Regions from separate parts of the Mus musculus genome. Here all the other regions are linked to region 3. The links are chromatin contacts, called in public Hi-C and HiCAR-type maps. All regions are on one chromosome and are shown on one strand. Each heading gives the region's core, a stretch centred on a gene start, on an enhancer-like site or on the middle of the called end of the contact. The rest is flanking DNA. Distances are from core to core; before and after follow the strand shown. Region 1 has its middle 31 kb from the start of Pinc. Region 2 overlaps D530049I02Rik (RIKEN cDNA D530049I02 gene). Region 3 holds the start of Igfbp5 (insulin-like growth factor binding protein 5).

The links. Hi-C and Micro-C count contacts between places; a contact is called where the count stands out from the background. HiCAR-type assays count read pairs that join an accessible place to other places.
Region 1: a Hi-C map of uterus shows a contact between it and region 3, with 7 times the contacts expected there. The contact joins the enhancer-like site here to the promoter of Igfbp5 in region 3. A contact is called at or near these places in 16 of 39 promoter capture datasets (the 3T3-L1 cell line, the C10 cell line, the HPC-7 cell line and 8 more), 10 of 484 Hi-C or Micro-C datasets (the G1E-ER4 cell line, cerebral cortex, cortical neurons and 1 more), 10 of 115 datasets of contacts at active chromatin or transcription factors (cardiomyocytes, craniofacial prominence, embryonic forebrain and 6 more) and 2 of 9 other capture datasets (adipose tissue and embryonic stem cells).
Region 2: a contact with region 3 is called in a HiCAR-type map of astrocytes, with 4 times the contacts expected there. The contact joins the enhancer-like site here to the promoter of Igfbp5 in region 3. A contact is called at or near these places in 12 of 39 promoter capture datasets (the 3T3-L1 cell line, HPC-7-derived erythroid cells, embryonic stem cells and 5 more), 4 of 484 Hi-C or Micro-C datasets (cerebellum, nephron progenitors and uterus), 14 of 115 datasets of contacts at active chromatin or transcription factors (astrocytes, craniofacial prominence, embryonic forebrain and 8 more) and 1 of 9 other capture datasets (embryonic stem cells).

Annotation. Positions count from the first base shown.
Region 1 is chr1:73,437,155-73,439,912 of GRCm38.p6, forward strand. No RefSeq gene overlaps it. Among named protein-coding and RNA genes, the nearest start is that of Pinc, 31 kb to the left of the region's middle. Within about 2 kb of position 1,352, at least 5 of the 459 cell types and tissues checked have an H3K27ac peak or open chromatin away from gene starts, as enhancers often do. A contact at or near this core is called in uterus, where this site is marked.
Region 2 is chr1:73,416,876-73,419,575 of GRCm38.p6, forward strand. The region is part of intron 2 of D530049I02Rik (RIKEN cDNA D530049I02 gene); the gene reads left to right. Among named protein-coding and RNA genes, the nearest start is that of Pinc, 11 kb to the left of the region's middle. Within about 2 kb of position 1,451, at least 8 of the 459 cell types and tissues checked have an H3K27ac peak or open chromatin away from gene starts, as enhancers often do. A contact at or near this core is called in astrocytes and cerebellum, where this site is marked.
Region 3 is chr1:72,873,439-72,876,138 of GRCm38.p6, forward strand. Igfbp5 (insulin-like growth factor binding protein 5) reads right to left here and starts at 1,427. Exons shown (of 4, transcript NM_010518.2): 1 at 368-1,427. The coding sequence starts at 701.

The DNA of each region.
Region 1 (2,758 bases), core at 102-2,601, 560 kb after region 3:
AAAACCTCTTTGCAAAGTCACTGCTCTTCCTTGGTAAGACCTTCACCAGACCAGATGAGGCCCAACCACGTTATATGCAAGAAATTCGAATAAAATGCTGTTTTACTGAAAGACTATTCATTTTAATAGTAATTGCACTCACAAATATCTTCACACCAATATCCAGATTGGTATTTGAGCAAACAACTGGGCTCCCTAGCTTAGCTAAGTTGACACATAAAATCAACAGTAACCTTCGTCTTGTGTATCATTTATTAGAAATGTATTGTTATACTCCAGAAAAAGGATTTTAATTCTTCTATCTGGAAACCTCCTAGAGTTGGGGAAGAAGGATCTACAACCTGACATTTCAAAGGGTTCGGAGTCTTTGAAGCAACTGTGGCTGGAGAATGGAGAGAGAATCCACCTGCTAACATTTAGTGGGCTATTTTAATCCCACTGCTACAGTCATAAAACCCAATAATCCCCAGCCCTAAAGCTGGTCTCTAAAGGTTTGGAAAAATCTATTCTATTCTATATATACACAAAGGGAGCTTGCTGGTTTCTGTTTTTTGTTATCAATGTTGTTTGTTGGTTTATTTGTTTGTTCACAGTTTCCACAATGAATCCTTTCATAAAATGATAAATGAGATAGCTAGCTTCTTTCAGCTGAAGGAAACATTCGTGTCTTCATGCCATCTCCAGAAATGTCTGGCTCTAGCTGTGTCTGTATGTGGACATGCTTTTGTTCTTTGCCCCTTGGTTCTTTTTCTTAATTGACAAAGGGATGAAATAACGTCACTCAGGGCAGAAACACAAGCATTTGCCTAAGCACATCCATGCAAATACAAGCAAAATAAGCCTTAGTTCTTGGCGTGGTGGAAACACTGCTCTCCGTGGACGTCATTTGGCAGTTTTATTATTATTGTCCTCACATTTGAACAGAGAAATGGCCCAGAAAAGTAGCTCAGGTGTAAGGGTCTGTAAAATTATCTTCATAGATTTACTGTCTTTTTTTTTCGTTTCCATCATTTCAGCTTTAAAAATGCATTTGTAAAGGAAAGAAAGGATTCCTATGTAGAGATCTTTAATTTAGCCACCAGTTAATTTATTTCAGAATTGACATGCTTTGGCAGGGAGTCCATGCAAAAAGAAATGGAAAAGGTCTAACTACAGTGAATTGCTCACTATGAAAAAGAAAAGAAAAGGAAAAAAAATGGAGGTAGAGGGAGGAGAGAAAGAAAAAGAAAAAGAAAGGTTTTTCTCTCAATTTTGCCCTGACAGAAAAGATAGCATGTCAGAAGTCTGTGAGCGAAAGCAGGCACATCCCCAATAAGTTTGGCTATTGAAACAAGAGCTACACACTGCTTCTGGAGGATGATAGAGGCCAGAGGGGAGGGACCTGAGAAGAACATGATAAATTATTCAGCTTTACGAGACAGTGGTAAAAATATAAACGCGACCCTGTCACAAATCTTCGCACCAGCTGAATAAACTCATGCTAGGCGCTGAATCAGCAGCTTGTCTCTGATTAAAGCCAGTCGGGCTCAGGGCTTCAGGAAGAAGGCAGACACCCCTTAAGTTCCTTGGAAATGCCAGAGAGAACAATTTAGGAGAGGTATAAGGCTAAGAGGAAATGGTCGACTGGTGCTTAGCACAGGCTGAGGGATAGGTAGAGCTGTACTCACAGGACGAAGTCCTCTCTAAGTGTCTTAGTGATTAAGCATGACTTCATGAAGTCCACTCATGTCTGCTCTTCTTCCAGATGTGGTCCTCCATCTTCATTTCATCTTCCATCTGTATCGCTCTGAACTGTGCAGATCAAATGATGGGCTCCAGCATTTGGCCCTCTGCTCGTCCAATGCTGGAGCCCAGAAAGCAAAATGCAAGAATGTCCACCACTTGACAATTAGATAAGAATGCCTTTTTTCCCAAATCTCTCTGAAGTGGATCAAGAGATTGAGAACACACATAAGATGACAATTTGGTGCTCAGCCTTCTAACTCCCTGGATTCAAAGGCAGGCGCTGTACCCAGAGATGAGGCAGCTCTACCTCCTCAGTCACCCTTGTCTCTCCCCAAGAGGCACTGATAGGGTTAGATTTGCAGACTCAGTTAGTCACAAGCAGAGGACTTAGGACATGTCAGGCACACCTGGTAAGTGCTAAATAAATTTAGTGTCTTTTGACACCAAATTAAACACATACTGCCCACTCAAGAATTAGGAAAATTTGATGTTTCAGAGAAAAATCACCAGACACTCCTCTGATCTGCTCATTTGCATCTATTTAACATCTCAGTTCCTATGTCCATTCATATGCATAGCCAAAGTTGCGTGAATAATGGATTATCCTCTCTGATCACTCTCAGTGTGGCTATATACTCTTACAATTCACTGTAATGCTACAATGTAGTGACAGTTGTGGAACTCTATCAGTATCATGTAATAACAGGGCTTAATGAACCCACTCATAACTATTGGTGGGGAAGTTCTCAGACAATCCAGAATTGTGCCTAGCATGATTGGCCACCAAAGAACCATAGGGCAATAACAGTCTTCCCAGCACTGACAGCTGTTGAGGGAGAAACAGACTCCTGCTGAACCATGAACACATGATGCCACTGGGTGAAGAACAGTAATTCTTGCCAGATTCAGTGCCCTCATAAGGCAGCTCATCATGGCGAACCATTTGTGGGTTTAGGACCATATTACAACGGAGGATGCAAAGAAATGAAGGTAGACAAGGCTGTCAGATGGGCACACATACACACTCACCCCC
Region 2 (2,700 bases), core at 201-2,700, 540 kb after region 3:
ATAGTACTGATCTGCCTTGTTTTAGACCTTGGCATGAACCATAACTAACAACTTAAGTCATAAATAGTACCATTAAAATGGAAGTCAACCTTAGTTATGGTCACATTAGAGGTTCCCTGAGTGTCTTGGGAGACTTATCTCTATAGCCAGAGCAGGAGAAAATATATCATAGTTCATATGAGAGAGATAATATACCATAAGTTAAGTATGATAGGTGTTGACACTGAGTGAATACCAGAGACAATCCCAACAGTGGCCTGGGAACTGGGGTACATAGGAGTAGGTAGGGAAAAACTGGGGAGATTTAGGTTCCTGTTAATCATAGCTCTCTTTTATAGTCTCAAGAAAATGAAGGACTTTCAATATTTTCACTGAATCCCAGACTTTTGGTAAAAACCAAAATACCAGCTTAGACTGGCATCAAAGTTTATAGATGCCGAAGTATCATAGCGGCTGTGGAATGATGATGGGGAGCCAGTACACTCCCTCTGCTCTTACATTCCCATGCATCCTGGGATTTACTTAATAAACAGTGAATGGTTTAGATTACCCAGGGTAAAATCACAAGAATTGGGTACAAAGTATGCAAGGAAGAGAAGGGTGGCCGTTCTTACAGATGGCAAATCAAATCCCTATCATTAGGTTCATTCTGAGAGTTCCAAATTTCCACGCAGGCATCTGGCCATCTTGGTATTTGAGCTCAAATGGATGATGTTTCCTCCATGTGCAATGCCTGGATGTTCGACTGAGGGCCCTCTTCCAACATACATTCTTTCAGGCTTTGGTCAAAACTCCCTTTCAAATATTAAGTGATCTGAGAAAGCAGAAGGGCCAATAAAGATGGTAAGGACACATAGTGCCCATTTCCAGTCATTATTGATAGCAAGGTGATCCATAAGGTCACCTTAGCAGCTCAAAGATGTTTCAAAAGAAAGGTGCCCTTTCTCTATAAGACATTGTCCAGCTCTGGAAGTGCTGTGTGCACAGACTATCAAAACGGGAGCTGTGAAGATGTCACCTGCCAGCCTTAAATTCAAATTCCCCTCCTTTGCATCCAGTAGAGAAAGCCAACCAGATTGATTTCTAAAACAGAGGGCCTCAAAAGTACAACAGAAGGAAGAGTGAGAGAGAAAGAGCATCCACAGGCATCCAAAAGATTTATTACGTATGATATTCCTATCTATCTGCACATAATGTTGATATTTAAAATCCTTACACTGAACAGACTTTTTTTTTCTTTGAAAAAAAGAAAACAGAAGAGAGATACGAGCAGGCCCTGCTCGTTCACAGATGGTCCTGCAGAAGAGGGCAATCTTAGGAATTAAAATAAGCTGCTGGTGGTTACATAGAAAAGACCACAACAAGCTGCATCGTCAAGGCCTGCCAGCAGCTGCCTGGTCATGACCAGGAGGCAAGTGTGTGAGCCTTCCAACAGACAAAAAGCTCTGTGCCAGCCCAGGCCGGAGGTAATGGGCAATGGAGTATGGCAAGAGGAACAGAACTGCAAAGACTGTGATATGCAAAAGCAGCTTGGATCTAGGACCAGCCCTCCCTCATCCATCTCAGGATGAATGGTGCCTGGATAGCTCCTGGCACAGAGTGGAGGCTCTGTGTGAGCCTTTCAGGCTCTAGGGACTTTGGGGGGATGAAAATGTGAAAAACATGTTCCTACTCTTTTTAGTCACAAGACTGTGCTTTCTTTCCTCCATTGCATCTGATAGTGAAGAACAATAGAAACTGAAATTCACTCCATTGAGATTTTTTTATACAGAAAGGGAAGGCTTGTCAATTAAGGCAGCCAGTACAGGTTTGCTAAATGAATGAACGGATGAATGAATAAATCAAGAAACAAATGGATTGGCCAATCAGTGCCCTAATCATTTGTTCAATGAATCTTATTCATCGTTTTCTAGATAGTTTTATATTTAATAGAGTGGAAAACTAGACTTGGACTCAGAGGCAGACTTTCTGCTAAATTTATCCTTCTGCAAGTTTGTGCTGAATACTTGGGCTGTATGCTAGGCTGTCTGCTTCTACTATGACCTGACAGGATGCTGGAGCTTTGGTGAACAAAGAAAAAAATGTTCCTTTTGTGAATAAGAAGGGACATCTAATGAAATAAAAATCTCCCTGGGTAGATGGTGTTCTTTCATAGAGAAAGGTCAGGGGAGGACTCCCTGAATGTGTGCTGTTTTTACTGAAATCTTCAGAATAGAGGTCTGGGGTGAGAGTGAAATAGAAGGAAAATACAAGAAGCAAAGAGCATCCTAAGGCAAGAATGAGCAGAAGTTGTCAAAGTCAAAACACAAAATGCCACTGTGAGTGGGCAAGACAAATGGAGAAGGGATGTAACAGAAGGTCAAAGCAGCCAAGCAGGGCTTCTTCCTTTAGACAAATTTTCACTGTCAGGGAAGAAAGGCAATGGTCAATGTACTACCTGTGGATAGTTTATGATGTGCCATCTGAAACATCTCACTTAAGTATGACACTAGCCACATACCTAGAGTGACATTCAAGGAAGTACAAACAGACATTAAACAATATCATACCAGTCTCAACTACCCTCTGCCTTGACATGAAATGCCATTATTGCTTCCCTTAAAAATGAATCTAGGGAAAGAGTCATTACTTCAAAAGTATACAGGTAGACAGGGATCCAAAAAAAAGTAAACAAAATAATAATAAGTAGCTTGGAGACTT
Region 3 (2,700 bases), core at 177-2,676:
GGAGTTGATAATTTAACCTGTTCTTTTTCAGAGAGGATTCTCTTGGGATTTGGACTTTGAGACTCAAAAGGAGCTCAGAGTCAGAATTGCCACGAGTTAGGAGTGGGGGAGGGTCGGGTTGGGGTGGAGATGAAGTGTAAACTGGTAGAGACGGTTAGACAGCCGCCTAGGATAGCTTGCTCTGCCAGGGATTCAAGTGTGAGGTGCAAGGACCCACCCCATCTACTCTCAGGAGCTACTAGGGTCTAAGCCACTTGCTGCGCGCGCAAAGCGCGCGGGTTCCCAATCGGTCCCCGGTCCCCACCCATCCAAGGTGCCTCCCTCCCCAGCTCCTGTGCCGTGCAACTGAAACCCCAGTAGCGCTCACCTATCTTGGTTTGCTCGCCGTAGCTCTTTTCGTTGAGGCAAACCCCGCGGCCGTGCAGCAGGGCGTGCAGCGGCTTCTCCTCATCCTGCCGGGGGAGGCAGCGCAAACCCTGGGCGCAGCGCTCCGTGTAGACGCCACACGACTGTCCCTCCGCCAGGGCGCAAGTCATGCAGCAGCCACAGCCGGGCTCTTTGACCAGCTCACAGCCCAGAGGGCTGGGGGGACACATGGACAGAGCTTTCTCGTCGCAGGGTTCACAGTGCACGAAAGAACCCAGGCCTTGAGCCGGTACGGCATAGGCGGCCAGCAGCAGGAGGACCACGCTGATCACCATTTTCTCGGAGTCTGGCTTTACCTCGGGGCGGGGCAGGAGAGCGAGAGTGTGTGGAGAAAGAGGGAGCCTGGAGATTTTTTTCCTTTTAAATCTCTTGCAGGTAGAGCAGGTGCTCTCCCCCAAACACTTGCAAAATATGAGGCAAGGAGGATTCAGATGCCTGCACGCAAGTCCCAATTGCGAGGATTAAAGACTTGCAACAGGTTGGGGGTGAAAAAAAGAGGCGCGCCAGGTGCACGCAGAGCGAGCGGAGACCGTAGAAACCCCCAGGCGGGATCGGGTCAGAATTGGGGGTGGTGGTGGAGAGAACCACAGAATTGCTCACTCCAAAGCAACAGAAATAATTAGCTTGGAGGCCTTGAAAAGGGAGGAGGTGAAGAAAAAAATGGATTGGGCTTAATTTTCCCCCCTTTGCTTAAAATCTAAAACGCAACCCCACTCCGCTCGGTCTCAGCGGCCAGCTGCGCTGCTGCCGCAGAACAGGTAAGAGGCGTCGGCGGCTGACAACAAGATCGGGAAAATGTTGAAATCGAGGGGGGAAAAAGGGCAAAAACCCAGACCTCACCAAACCTGGACCCCAACACCTGCTCTGTCACCACCTCTTCGAAACCCGCAGGTTCTGCGTGAAGTCCGGAGAAGGGTGCAGACCGAGGGGGGGGGTAACAAAAAGGAACAAAAAGGGGGAAAAAAGCCCAAACAGCTTTGCAGCTCTTTCCTAGCTCTTTTAGAAGTTTCCAAAGAGACTGCGGGCTCTGGTCGAGCAGGCGCTTTTAAATAGACGGCCCCTGGCTGCCAGCCAGTTGTAGCTGCAATTTGAGCTCCCCAACACCCAACCCATGCAAGGATGCCAAGGAGCTTTGCAGCGCAAACTCACACGGGGTGGGGGTGGGGAAGAGAGGCCTTCTAGACACGGGGGCTCCCCTTCGCTCCCTACACAGAGCCCTCCTCCTCACGGAATGTACGGAAAGGGCTTTGGGGGGGGGGCGAAGACAGGCGAGCTACAGAGGAGAGTAGGGAGAAGGTGGAGGGAGGAGTGGATGGCAGTACTCTTCAGAAGCTGGGTGAATACAATGGAGCGAGTCTGTTTTCCGACAACTAGCCCGGACACTGGCTGTTAGGAGTCACATTTTCTTATTAGCCGTGTATACCCTGCCCAAGAAGTCCTTTCCAACTTTAGAAAAAAAAGTGTCTAAGAGACCACTGAAGGTTTGTCTGTCTGTGTGTTTGTGTTTGGAGGACAAGTAGTGTACAGTAGCTGGTGAGGGGCATTGAGATAAATTTAAAGAGAAAAGGAGTGCGGGCGCGTGTGTAGACCCCTCCCCCATTAAAAGGGGCAGAGGGATTATGGCAAGGGCTTGTCATTATTGTTCTGGTGGGGTACTGATTTTAGTTAAAGCCAGTGGTCATTTTCCTTCACCTATATAGATGACCAGGGAATCTCTCTCTCTCTCTCTCTCTCTCTCTCTCTCTCTCTCTCTCTCTCTCTCTCTCTGAGTGTGAGCGTGCTATGTGCACTTTCAAGAAGGGATAACGCCCTCCACCCCACCCCCCTCCCCAGCTTTGTTGGGAGTAGTGACTGAGACCCTGGAGGAAATGCTGTGGGTTGTCAGTTTTATCTGGTGTCCTCATGGACACCTTAAATGTCCTTTTAAATGGAAGGAAGGTAGGATAAAGTGATAACCTTCTTGGGTTGACAATGAGGCATTTCTGTGGGGTAGGCAGATCCTGGAGTGAGCAGGTACCTCGCTGCAGGAGACCTTGTTTAAGGGTTAATATGTACCAAGGTAGCATCCTGGAGCCTGCACGTGAGAAATCCTCACCATGCCACAGGAAGCCCCAGATCGCTAGTCAGCACTAGGGACCATTCTTCCCTTAGGAAAATGAAAGAAAACCTAATTTTTGAAAGAAGGAATATGATGGCTTTAGCTTTTTTTGTTTGTTTTAAAAATTAATTTGACATGATAGGTGGTCTGTAGACTGCCCACCACAGGTAAGAAAA